Regions from separate parts of the Mus musculus genome. Here region 1 is linked to region 2. Evidence: chromatin contacts called from public promoter capture Hi-C data. All regions are on one chromosome and are shown on one strand. The core of a region is the stretch at or near the end of the contact, and the rest is flanking DNA. Distances in the headings are between cores, read along the strand shown.

The links. Promoter capture Hi-C pulls out the DNA fragments that hold promoters and counts their contacts.
Region 1: a contact with region 2 is called in a promoter capture Hi-C map of cranial neural crest. The contact joins the promoter of Espl1 here to the promoter of 4930578M01Rik in region 2. A contact is called at or near these places in 2 of 39 promoter capture datasets (cranial neural crest and liver).

What each region holds. Positions count from the first base shown.
Region 1 is chr15:102,294,780-102,300,956 of GRCm38.p6, forward strand. Espl1 (extra spindle pole bodies 1, separase) reads left to right here and starts at 1,514. Exons shown (of 31, transcript NM_001014976.2): 1 at 1,514-1,636; 2 at 1,981-2,070; 3 at 3,405-4,460; 4 at 4,640-4,744; 5 at 5,024-5,135. The coding sequence starts at 1,990.
Region 2 is chr15:98,984,001-98,990,799 of GRCm38.p6, forward strand. 4930578M01Rik (RIKEN cDNA 4930578M01 gene) reads left to right here and starts at 1,965. Exons shown (of 4, transcript NR_045991.1): 1 at 1,965-2,086; 2 at 3,757-3,830; 3 at 3,977-4,145; 4 at 4,740-5,281.

The sequences.
Region 1 (6,177 bases), core at 264-2,763, 3.3 Mb after region 2:
TTTATGTGTAGGAGTACACCATAGTTGTCTTCAGACACACCAGAAGAGAGCATCAGATCCCATTACAGATGGTTGTGAGCCACCATGTGGTTGCTGGGAATTGAACTCAGGATCTCTGGAAGAGCAGTCAGTGCTCTTAACCTCTGAGCCATCTCTCCAGCCCCAGGCCCGCTTTTAAAAAGATTTTTTGTTTTGTTTTGATTTTGAGACGAGGTCTCACTAGACAACCCAGGCTGCCTTTGAACTTTAAGCTTTTTTAGCTCCTCAGCCTCCTTAGTAAGTATTCCCTACCCTCTGGTGGTGGGTGATGTTTGGTACCACCCTTGACTTTATAGTGCATCTGAGAGAGCAGGAGTTAGACTACTTGGTAGGCAGGCAGATAAGGGAGAGGGGCCATGGCTAGGAGATAAAGGTGGTCAATTTCCAGGATGGCTGCTTCTTCCTTATGCCCCTGACTTGAGAAAAAAGCTCGGCATTGTTAGTGTCTGCATTAAATATTGCCATTCCCACGCTGAAATTTTCTAGTGGGGGAGATGTCAGTTTTTTCTCTTATTCCCTCCCCTTCCTATGTCTCCCCCTTTCTTTTTCTTCCTTCCTTCCTCCCTCCCTCCCTCCCTCCCTCCCTCTTTCTTTCTTTCTCTCTCTCTCTCTCTCTCTCTCTCTCTCTCTCTCTCTCTTTCTTTCTTTCTTTCTTTCTTTCTTTCTTTTGATTTTTCCTGAGACAGGGCTTCTCTGTGTAGCCCTGGCTGTCCTGGAACTCAGAAATCCCTACGCTCAGTATTTTGAACCCTGTTTCAAAAAACAAACAAAACAAAAGACTGTGAACGTTCACAATGAATTCTTCCCTTTACTCTTCACTCAACTCTATAGCCTTTCTTATACAACCCATGTAAGATGTAGGCTGGAATCCAAACTTGGGAGGGAGGAGAACCTAGGAGAACCCGGAGGTTGTCCCTGCACCCTTTTCAGTGTCCCTCTCCACAAAGTCAGAGTTTTAAAGAATCCCAAAGACCCTGTGTGGTGGTGTACACCTTCAACCCCAGCATTAGGCAGGTGGATCTCTCTTAGAGGCCAGCCTGGTCTATTTAGCAAGTTCCAGGACAGCTAGGATCACGTAGTGAGAACCAGTCTCAAAAAACAAAAATAAAAACAAAAAAATACATCAAAGGCTATTACACCTTTTCTTTCCTAGTAACGCAAAGCAAGCCATGTGGGTTTCTTATTTTAATTCTCTTGAAATTTAAAATCCTGCCTGAGCTCAGGGAATAAAGGCAAGAAAGACTTAGTGATTGACCACCCAACTGCGAAATGACTGTAATTGACTGAGGTTGAAGAAGGAGACTGTGTCCCAGAGTCTTTCCGGTCCAGAGTTGTACCCGCCCCTCCAGGAACACGTGACAGACAGCGCGGCAGATAAACTACAACTCCCAGAGCGCCACGCGGCCGGCCTGCGTTACGCTTTCTCGCTGATTGGTCACTAGGGATATTTGAAAGGAGGTGCTGGCGCGGAAAACGAAGCGTGCCCACCCGGTGCTTGGTGGAGCTCGGGCTGGAGGACGCTGCTAGGCCGGTGAGGAACGGCAGCTTCGAGGGAATTAAGGCACGGAGGGTCTGGTGAGCGCGCGCTCAAGCCGCGGTAAGTGACATTCCCATTGCTGACCTGGGAAGAAACGGGGCGTTTCTGCGGAGGCTCGGCGGCCCCCGAAAGGGTGTGCTCGGCGCCCAGGACCCTGTGGAGACCCCTGCGGTGGCCTGGTGGGACACTGAGGACAAGGAGCGTCCTGGAGGAAGGAACAGTGGACTTGTCAGTTTGTAACGGGAGCCCAGTTTATATCGGCCTCTCCCCGCATAGGATTTCTGGTGGGATTCTTTGCCTGCTTCATCCTTTGAATCCTCCTACAACTTTCAATCCCTTCTTTCCTCCAGTTATTTCCATTACAACCCTTCGCAGGCTTCTACAAACCATTTCGTTGTATCTAGACTTTTGCCATGAGGAACTTCAAAGGAGTCAACTTCGCCACTCTGCTCTGCAGCAAGGAGGAGACCCAGCAGCTGCTGCCTGACTTGAAGGTGGGACCCTTTATGGCTCAGGACACACCTAGTTTCTGAGATTATCTGTGTTTTTTTCCTTTTCCTTTTTTCTTTTTTTCCGAGACAGAGTTTCTCTGTATAGCTCTGGCTGTCCTGGAACTTACTTTGTAGTCCAGGCTGGCCTCGAACTCAGAAATCCACCTGTCTCTGCCTCCCTAGCGCTGGGATTAAAGGCTTGCGCCACCACGCCCGGCTTCCTTTTCCTTTTTATTTATTGTTTTTATTTTTATTTAAAAAATTATTTTTCCGCCGGGCAATGGTGGCACATGTCTTTAATCCCAGCACTTGAGAGGCACAGGCAGGTGAATTTCTGAGTTCGAAGCCAGCCTGGTCTATAGAGTGAGTTCCAGGACAGCCAGGGCTACACAGAGAAACCCTGTCTTTGAAAAAAAAAATTTTTTTTTCCCCTAGGGCTACTAATGTGATCATCTCCTAAGGACACTCTGGTTTATGTTCTCCGTTTGGGAGAGTTATACATCGGTTTTTGTTTACGTTTTATCATTCTCCTTATAGTAAATTTTACATTCTAATTTTATTTATTTATTTATTCATTTATTTATTATATGTAAGTACACTGTAGCTGTCTTTAGACACTCCAGAAGAGGGCATCAAATTTCGTTAGGGATGGTTGTGAAGCCACCATGTAGTTGCTGGGATTTGAACTCAGGACCTTTGGAAGAGCAGTTGGCGCTCTTAACCACTGAGTCATCTCACCAGCCCTCTAATTTTTAATTAAAAAAAATTTTTTTTTTCCATACTGGGGATTGAACTCAGGATCTCATGCATTCAGGAAAATATTTCACCACGGAGCTATATCTCTATATCTGTTTTCACTTTTAAAAATAACATATCATCTATGTCTTCATATGTTATATACAAGCATATATAATATATAGTATGAAATATGTAAGCTATATATTATCTAAATATTATATATATGTTTAAAGATTTCTGAGACAGGGTCTCTCTACATAGCCCCTGGCTGTCCTGTAAGTCACTATGTAGATGAGGCTGGCCTCGCTCGAACTCAGAAATCCACCTGCCTCTGCCTCTCAAGTGCTGGGATTAAAGGCCTGAGCCACCACTGCCCGGCCTGTTTTCACTTTTTTATTTTGAGACAGTGCTCATTCGCTCAAGCCCAGGAAGCTCTTGAACTTTTCTTCTGTCTTTTTGCCTTCACACAGGCCTGTGTCACCAAGCCTGGCTTGTGTTTTGCCGTAACTTGGAGAGAGATACATGAGAACCTGTGGGGCCCTGTTTCTGCCCCCCCCCCCCTTTCTTTTCTGCTCACGCGGCTTGATTCTTTCTCCTAGGAGTTCCTGTCCAGATCCCGGACTGATTTCCCCAGCAGCCGAACAGATGCCGAAAGAAGACAAATTTGCGATACCATCCTGAGGGCTTGCACCCAGCAGTTGACTGCCAAGCTCGATTGCCCTGGGCACCTGAGGAGTATTTTGGACCTGGCAGAGCTGGCCTGTGATGGCTATTTGTTGTCTACTCCACAGCGCCCTCCCCTCTACCTGGAACGCATTCTCTTCATCCTACTTCGCAATGGTTCCACTCAGGGAAGCCCAGACACTGTGCTGCGCCTTGCCCAGCCTCTCCATGCCTGCTTGGTTCAGAACTCTGGAGAGGCTGCCCCTCAGGACTATGAGGCCGTGACCCGGGGCAGCTTCTCTCTGTTTTGGAAGGGAGCAGAGGCACTGTTGGAGCGGCGAGCTGCGTTCTCAACTCGGCTGAATGCCTTGAGCTTCTTGGTGCTCTTGGAGGATGGCAGTGTCCCCTGTGAGGTCCCTCACTTTGCTTCTCCAACCGCCTGTCGTTTAGTTGCCGCCTATCAGCTGTACGATGCTACAGGACAAGGTCTAGATGAAGCTGATGCCGACTTCCTGTATGAAGTGCTTTCTAGGCACCTGATCAGAGTCTTAGTAGGTGAGGGTGGTAGCTCTCCCGGTCCTCTCTCGCCTCAGAGGGCCCTCTGCCTCTTGGAAATCACCCTGGAACACTGCCGTCGGCTCTGCTGGAACCACCACCACCGCCAGGCTGCCAGAGCAGTGGAGAGGGCTCGTAATCACCTAGAGAAGACCAGTGTAGCTCCTAGCCTCCAGTTATGCCAGATGGGGGTTGAGCTGTTGGAAGCTGTAGAAGAAAGACCAGGGGCAGTGGCCCAGCTTCTGAGGAAGGCAGCAGCCGTTCTTATCAACAGTATCGAGGCGCCGTCGCCCCCGCTCCGGGCATTGTACGACAGCTGCCAGTTCTTCCTTTCAGGCCTGGAGAGAGGCATCAGGAGGCACTGTGGACTTGATGCCATATTGAGTCTCTTTGCTTTTCTTGGGGGATACAGCTCCCTTGTCCGGCACCTGAGAGAAGTGAGTTAAGAACCTACAGTAGGGTGGGGAGTGGCTCTGTAAATAACTGGAAATTCTGGAGCCTTGGTAAGCTGCTCTCTAGGCTGTGCCGGGCTTGAGGGACTCTAGGCAGTACTCAGCACAAAGTTCACCCTCTCCAGGTTTCAGATCAGACGCCTCTTCCTTCATCTCTCCTTCAGGTCTCTGAAGCATCTTCCAAGCAGCAGCAGTGCTTGCTTCAGATGCACTTCCAGGGTTTCCACCTCTTCACCGGGATTGTGTATGACTTTGCTCAAGGCTGTCAGGTACCATCGGACATTCTGAGGTTGCTTCTTAGAAGACCTTTGGGTAACTGGGCAGTGGTAGGGGTGCACGCCTTTAATCCCAGCACTTGGGAAGCAGAGGCAGGCAGATCTTTGTGTTCAAGGCCAGCCTCTATAGAGTGAGTTCCAGGACAGAGAAACCCTGTCTGGAAAACAAACAAACAAACAAACAAAGCTTTGGTTTTGGACATGGGATGAGGTGGAAGTCCTAGTGGACCTTGCATGACTCTTTTAATCCTTTAACCTTCTTGTTCCTTTCAGGCAACTGAGCTTGCTCAGCTAGTGGACGGTTGCAGATCTGCTGCTGTCTGGATGTTGGAGGCCTTAGAGGGCCTGTCGGGTGGAGAGCTGGCTGACTACCTGAGCATGACTGGTTAGTGCCTTGGGGCTCGCTGCATTGCTCTAGGGGATGGCTATCACTTGTCATGCTGACTAGGAGAGCACGTGTACTTTTCTGACAGCTGAGTGTCAAAGGTTTAAAGAGACAGGAAAAGACTTATGTGGAAGGATCTGATTAATGCAGGAGAGACGGGGTGAGGCTTAGGACAGAGAATTCTTTTTTTCCTTATTATATTTTGCAGTTTGATTTGGTAATTGTTTTAAAAAATATCTGTGCATTGTATGCAACATTACAGACTTTATTTATTTATTTATTGAGACAGGGTTTCTCTGTATAGCCTTTACTGTCTTGGAACTCACTTTGTAGACCAGGCTGGCCTCGAACTCAGAAATCTGCCTGCCTCTGCCTCCTAAGTGCTGGGATTAAAGGCGTGTGCGCCCACGTCCGGCCAGATTTTATTTTTCTTAGTTTTTTTTTTTTTTTTTTTTTTTTTTTTTTTTTTTTAGCTAAAGTCATACTATGTAGCACAAATTGGGCTCAAACACATAGCAGTCCTCCTGTCTCAGCTTCCCAAGTCTGGGATCACAAATTATATTTCACCTTTTTTTTTTCTAAATTTTTTAATACCGGTTCTATTTATATAACTGGCTGTCCTGGAACTTGCAATAGACCAAGCCCTTGAGCCCAGATGTACACCACCACACCTGACTACAGCTGTCTATTTTGAGGAATTGGCTTAGCTGGAGGATGTAGCCCAGTGGTTAGAGTACTTGCCTAGTTTGTGTAGCATCTGGAGTTTTTGTTGTTGTTGTTGTTAGTTTGTTTTTCTTAAGATTTATTTATTTATTATATGTAAGTGCACTGTAGCTGTCTTCAGACAGCCCAGAAGAGGGATGGTTGTGAGCCACCATGTGGTTGTTGGGATTTGGACTCAGGACCTTTGGAAGAACAGTGCTCTTAGCCACTAAGCCATCTCTCCAGCCCTGCGTCTGGAGTTTATTTAGCCTTAGAACTGCCTCTTCCCCTCCACCTCCACAAATTACTCACTAAAATTTATTCACTCAAGAAAACTGCC
Region 2 (6,799 bases), core at 715-3,214:
GAGTGGGCTCTCACTTCTTCTCTTGTATTAAGTTATACCAGTGACACTAGCATTTCTCTATCTTTGAAATCCTCTTTATACAAGGCTTATGGGTTTCATTACTGAAATTTCACAAGCGTCTTAAGTTTTATTGGGGTCGTAAATAAACACGCTGTAAGATGCAAAACTATTTACGTTTTTGATTTGTACTTTTTTTTTGGTTTTTGGTTTGTTGTTTTTTTGAGGTTTTTGAGACAGGGTTTCTCTGTGTAGCCCTGGCTGTCCTGGAACTCACTCTATAGATCAGGCTGGCCTCGAACTCAGAAATCTGCCTGCCCCTGGCGTGTGCCACCACGCCCGGCTGATTTGTACTTTAAATGGCCTCTCTGATCTGGGTGATTGGTCTCTCACATCAAAAATTTGACTTCTCAAAAAAAAAAAAAAAATTGAATGTCTCAGGGAAGAGAGATGTATTATTTTTTAAATCCGGTAAAATATATTTCTTAAAATTAATAGATGAACCATACTATTAATGCTTAGAAAGATACATTTGCACAATGTAAAGCTTCAAATCCATGAAGCCTGTCTGTCAAGCTATTATACCAAATTTCCAAGGCTTTATTCGTTTAATTTGGCGTTGATGTAGGCCATTAGTAATGAACAACAAAAGTTCTCAGAGAGGGACATTTAATTATCTTAAAGATAAAGTTAGAGATCAGGTGAAGTGGGAGGGCTGGGGCCCACATGTCCCTGTGGCCTGAGTTATTGTCCATTTATTCTCTCATTTAATCCTCACACCACTCTCTGGAGCCTGTCTCTTTCTAGCCTCTCCTCTTGGTAGATAAGGAAATTAGTCCAACAACACAAAGAAACACAGCCGATACCTCCCCTCCCCCGCCCAGGCTGGTCCAGTTCCGAGAGCCACAATGTGAGAACCTTTTTGGTAGAAGTAAGAAATATTAAATATTGAAAACCATCGAATTCACGATGAGAGGTTAAGCCGACATCTGTCTGTCTCTATGGACACAGACCAGTGGCTTTAGCCTAGTGTGTTCCTGCCACAACCTTTACAGCAAGGGGGTAATCTTTTATTTTCTTTTTCTTTTTTTTAAATGTTTATTAGATTTATTTATTCTGATCTTTTATTTTCTGACAACGTCTCTGCCCCCGCCCAGTTCTTCTTTCTCTTACATACCCATTATGTTAATAAACTATCTTATAAAATGTCACTACTCTGTCACTTTAAGCCAGGCCCCGGTCCAGAGAGCCAATGTTACCAACATTTCTCCTTCGGTCTTCACGGATGTATGTGTATAAGTGTGTCATTTGTTTTGTGTGACTTTTAGAAACAGGAACCGCGCCATGCTGTATTTTCTGTTTGACTTGTCTGTCCTTTTCCTCTCTGTGCCCTGTGGAGCTCCTTTTAAACGTTTCTGCCTCTTCCTCCCAGCTGATGCGGCTAGCATCAGAACCTTTCCCTTGTTTTCACTCAGCTCTTGAAATGACTTCATGGCACAAGCCAACATCTAACTGGGTTTGTATTCACGGGGCGGGTTGAAACAGGCACACGCGTTATGGCTGACTGGAGTGTTACTAACAACACAGAGGAACTAGAGAAGCAGGCGGCCCATAGCAGCACGGTAAGCGCAGAGACCCAGCGCAGGCGCGCTGTGTTCTCACCGTTTATCGTTAGCCCCCTGCCTCCGGGTGGTTAACCCCCACTCTCCAGTCCTTTATTCCTTACACCTGAGGTATTAGTGGCCGACTCACAAAGGCGATGTTGTAAACACGAAGTGAGGTAGCCCAGGGAACGAATCGCAAACCTGGTGTACTGAGCGCTTTCACTTCTGGGATGGTCTTTCAGAGGAAGCACGTCACTGTGGCTCGAGGGAGGGTGGTTAAGGAATGGAGCTATGGGTGTGGTTGGTAGCCTGGAAAGTCCCGGAGGATGGACACGGGGATGCACAGCTGTGACCCAAACCCTTGGGAGACTGAAGAAGCCAGTCTGTCCCACACCGGGAGACTCTGTCCAAAACAAAACAGAAACAACAGTAACAAAACTGGAGAATGCCAGCCGGGAAGACTGTTGATTAGCGGTGTTTCTTGTGTGAGTGAGCTTTGTCACATATAAAATAGGGTGATAGCCAGGGCTATACAGAAAAACCAAAAAAAAAAAAAAAAAGGGTGATAGTGACATCTGGTCTTTTCCAAGTGCAGCCCCCTTTAACCCTCACAGCCGCACCTGTGACGCGGCCTGAGTTTCTTTCTTTCTTTTTTTAATTTATATATTTTATTTATATGAGTACACTGTAGCTGTCTTCAGAAACACCAGGTCCCTTTACAGATGGTTGTGAGCCACCATGTGGTTGCTGGGATTTGAAATCAGGTCCTCTGGAAGAGCAGTCAGTGCTCTCAACCGCTGAGCCATCTCTCCAGCCCCGCAGCCTGAGTTTCTAAATGAGATAATCTATGACTGGAAAGCACTTAGGGTATTTTTGGAGTAAATGATGTTGCGTTATTGTACTGTGCCGATGGTGTGGCCTAAACTTGGCATGAGCTCACATTCGCTGTCTCTTTAATGCTTTTCTTAGTTGCTTTATTTCTTTTGAGACCTTCAAGGATGGGGGTGGGGGTGGGGGTGGGAGCTGTCTTTGAACTCCTGAACCTCCTGCTTCTGCCTCCTGAGTGCTGGGATTACCATCGTGTGCCAGAGCATCTAGCTAATACTCATGAACTCCATGGATATCTGCTGCATGTCTAAAGCCTCGACGTATGTGTGGAAAATATGAAGTGCAAAACAGATCTTGTCCCCAAAAGCGCTTATGATTTTTAAATCGAGGTTCTTTAAAATATGAGGTAACATATTTTGGGAACTTCGAACCCCGAGATTAAAAGCTTTGCTAATGCCCACTGTAGGGGTAGCTGCCATCAACCAACACAAGGCAGAATTATGAATATTCACAATTTGTGAATATTAATATTTTTTTCAAATATTATGAAAAATTTTATCAACTTTTTTTTTTAAACTTACAAACGTAAAGATAAGCCGGTGACATCTGCTTATTTGTTCTAGCTGAGCCTCGAATGTGAAAGGGAGCCTTTGAAGGGTCTCCAGGAGGGCTAACCAGGCTGGTCTCAGGGCTGTCTGAGGGCTGGGGCAGCTGCGGGCAGCCAGTCTCCTGCTGTGTAGCTCTCACAGAAGCACACAAATATTCCATTGTTCTAAACACAATACAAGCGGATACTTAGCGGGCAGATGAAATTTAGTAGGAACCAAAACACACACGAGCAATGAGCAGTACTAGACATGAAACAAGCCTGATTTGGGGGCAGTTTCCAACAAATAAGCCTGTGTTGTTTCTAAAATGTCCGCCTATCCCTCCTGGCTCAGAGAGCTTTCTCTAACCCACAGAACCTGATTTTAGGGTGTGTGTGTGTGAACTCATCCCAACCAGTCCCAAACTGAAATTCCAATTCCACAAGAAGACAACTTCAGCTGTCAAGAGCTGAAGCCACATGTGACTTCTGGTCTGAAAATCAGTCAGACAGCAGATGGGCCAAGTGTTTGTGGAATGTGACAAGGCTCGAGGCCTGAGCCAAGCCCCTTCGCCTTAATTCCAGGCTTAGCTCAGAGAAGAGCAGTTTGGAATGCTTTTCTTTTAAAGGGACAACGTTAAAATATCCTTTTGGTTTTGTGTGTTATTTATGGACTTGAGGCATTAGGGATTGAATTCGGGGAGGCACACACACATTTTTTTCTTCTTGTTTTGTTGACAGGGTTTTTACCTTGTAGCCAGGGTGCCCTGGAACATGACAGCCTCCTCCTTTGGCCACCAGAGTGCTAGGGACAGGTATGTCTCACCATGCCCAAGTCAGATTACTTTTCTAAGAAAACCAACTAGTAAGTAGCGTGAAAAGGGAGTGTTGCTAAGAAAGCCCCTTTTCACGGTGACGAGATTTCTCCTCCTCCTTCCCTTCTCCTTCTCTCCAACCTCAGCCTGCAAGAGCGTTTCTTGGCGTAGCCCTGGCATTCTTGATTCCTGGCCTTTGCCTCCTGACACTGAAGAAATTTCTTAGCAGACAAATGTCTCTGATGGTGTGTGAGAGGTTAAGTCTCTGCTACCTGCGGACTGAGCCAATTCAAGCCAGATTATATTATACTAAAGGCAAGTTTATGAGGGCGAGCTCACTGAGGCCAAGGGAGTTAACATGGGGAGAGAAGGAGGGAGAAAGGGAGAGGGGGAAAGGGGAGGGGGAGAGAGAGAGAAAGAGAGCCCAAAATCTCTGAATTATATAGGAAAGAGCCTCTGGGGGAAGGGCAGCCCAAGCCCTGGGCTGAAGGGTTCAGGGTTGGGGGCAGGGTATGCCAGGTAGGGACTGAGGGATGCTGGCAGAGTCTGGAGGCCAGCTTGCTTTGATGTGTAAAATTTGCAGCTCAGTGCCTTGTCCCTGGGTCTGAAACTGAACAGTGTGTAGTTGGTCGGACACTAGCAACACCACTACTATAAGGCGCTTAGTTAGGTTCATGAAGTCAGGCCATTGCCCCTTATATTGCAAAGAGCTGGTCAAGGAGATCAGGGGAAAGAGATTTAATGATAGCTTGGCTAAGACAGAGTTCTCTCCTCACCCGCCATTACAGGTTAGCAGAAAAGATGCCTCGAAAGCCAAGAAAAGCGAGCGTGTACTATAACCTTGAGAACGTTAACCAGCGTCTTCCTGAGGTGCAGGTTTGGGCCTTGATTATCCCATTTGTCTTTAAGGAGTCCATTTGTGTTGAAGTTTGGGCCAAGGATGTGGGGCCGTAAAGCCTTGAGCAGCGACACAGCAAGCATAAAGGACTAAGGAAGATGGACGCCTAATACTTTCAGTCTAGGGGGCCAATGACCTGGCTCTGGAACCACCAGCAGAAAGGTTCACCCCTGGATAGTTAGAATACTTACCCTTTTAATGAGATGCTGTGCCTTCCCTTCCCAGAACTCCCACACCCCTGCAGGTTTGCAGGGCTGCACTCAGCCACAAGTGCTTTTCTTTTAGGATCTTAGGGGGAAAAAATGTAACTTTTCCTTTGTTCTATCTTGGCTGCAAGTGGCTGCTCGCTGTTCTGTGTGTGTGTGTGTGTGTGTGTGTGTGTGTGTGACCTCCAACCTCAGATTAGCTGGAATGGGATGGGGTTGTTTTTTTCTTTTTCTCTTCTCCAGTAGTCCCCTCTGGGAAGCTACTGAGATTTCCAGCTTCTCTGCCTGGTCCTTTTGTTTGCTTGTTTGTTTGTTTTAACTTCTGATACAATTGTCCTTCATCTTCTGTTTGCATCCTAAAGTATTTTCTTAAAGAGACTAAGAATCCCAAGAGGGGACACCAATTTCCCCAGGACTGGCGAGATGGTTCACCGAGGAAAAGTACCCACTGTGCAAGCCTGAGAACTGGAGTCTGAGACCCAGTGATGTGTTTATAGAGATAAGGAGAAGGGGGGAATCTGTTCCATGGGGGTGCGGTGAGGTACGGGGGAACGGGATGTCTCAGCGGGCCCAGGCAGAGGCATCCCTTCCCCTTGAGGGACCAGCCACAGGACAGTATAGAATAGAATAGTTTATTCAGGGCATGGGGAGGGAGTTAAAAGGGTAGAATCACCATGGCGCATGCACGCCTTTAATCCCAGCACTCGGGAGGCAGAGGCAGGCGGATTTCTGAGTTTGAGGCCAGCCTGCTCTACAGAGTGAGTTCCAGGACAGCCAGGGCTACACAGAGAAACCCTGATTTGAAAAAACAAAACAAAACAAAAAGAGGGTGAGAGAGAAGTAGAGGAGGCTGGCCATGACCATGAGCACGTGACAAGAGGGATGGGGAAAGCAATGGGAAGGGGAGAGACAGAGAGAGAAGCAAGAGATCAAGAGAACGAGAGGAGGGGGCAAGCAGCCCATTTTATAGTGGGCCAGGCCTACCTGGCTGTTGCCAGGTAACTGTGGGGCGGAGCTTCGACAGAATGCTAACACCCAGGGCCCAAATAAAGGTGGAAAGAGGGAACCTGCTCCACATGGGCCTCTCACATCTGCATGCCCCCCCACAGCCCTGCAATGATACAAGAGCTAAAGACTTGAGAATGGAGTCTTTTTCAAAATAAACAACAACAACAAAAATCAAGGCAGGCCAGTTATAAGCTTCAGCAGCTCCCGGAGAGGCTGAAAGGAAACTAATAACAACAAAGCCCCCCCCCCCCCCCCCCCGGGGCCGTCTGTATTAGGTCAGACATGGCGGACAAGGAGCCACGTGGTGCTTTAGAGGCTTTGGAGAAAAAGGAGGGCGACTCAGAGTTGGGGGGTGGGGGTGGGGCAAGAGCCCAGCAAAGCATGCTTAGAAAAGAGATAGAAGGAAGAAAGAGCAAGAGTGGGAGAAGTTAAGTTTTTCTGGATAATTCAGAATAATACCTGGCTGTGATCCCACGGCCCTGCAAGCGTCAGCACTAGGGGTGCAGTGGGGGGTGGGGGGGTTGGGGGGAGCACAGTACCTCATTAAAGAACTGTTAGATTATGATATGTGTCTCTATCATGGCTTAAGGATGCTAGGGACGGTCCCTTGGCTAAACGACTGACTCAGCCTAACTGAAAGGTTAGGCCTCCGCCAAGGCCAGATATTTCATCAGTTGTTTGTGTGTGTGTTTGTGTGTGTTTACTGTAACACCCACCTCATACACAAACAATAGCAGTAAATACAATTTTAATAAATGGAAAGATCCCCAGTTTGGAAAGAGAAAATGACCGGGTGTTTCGGTGCCCCACCCAGTCTGCGCACTGCAGACTTCTTCCCCAAGTAACAGTTTTTGTTT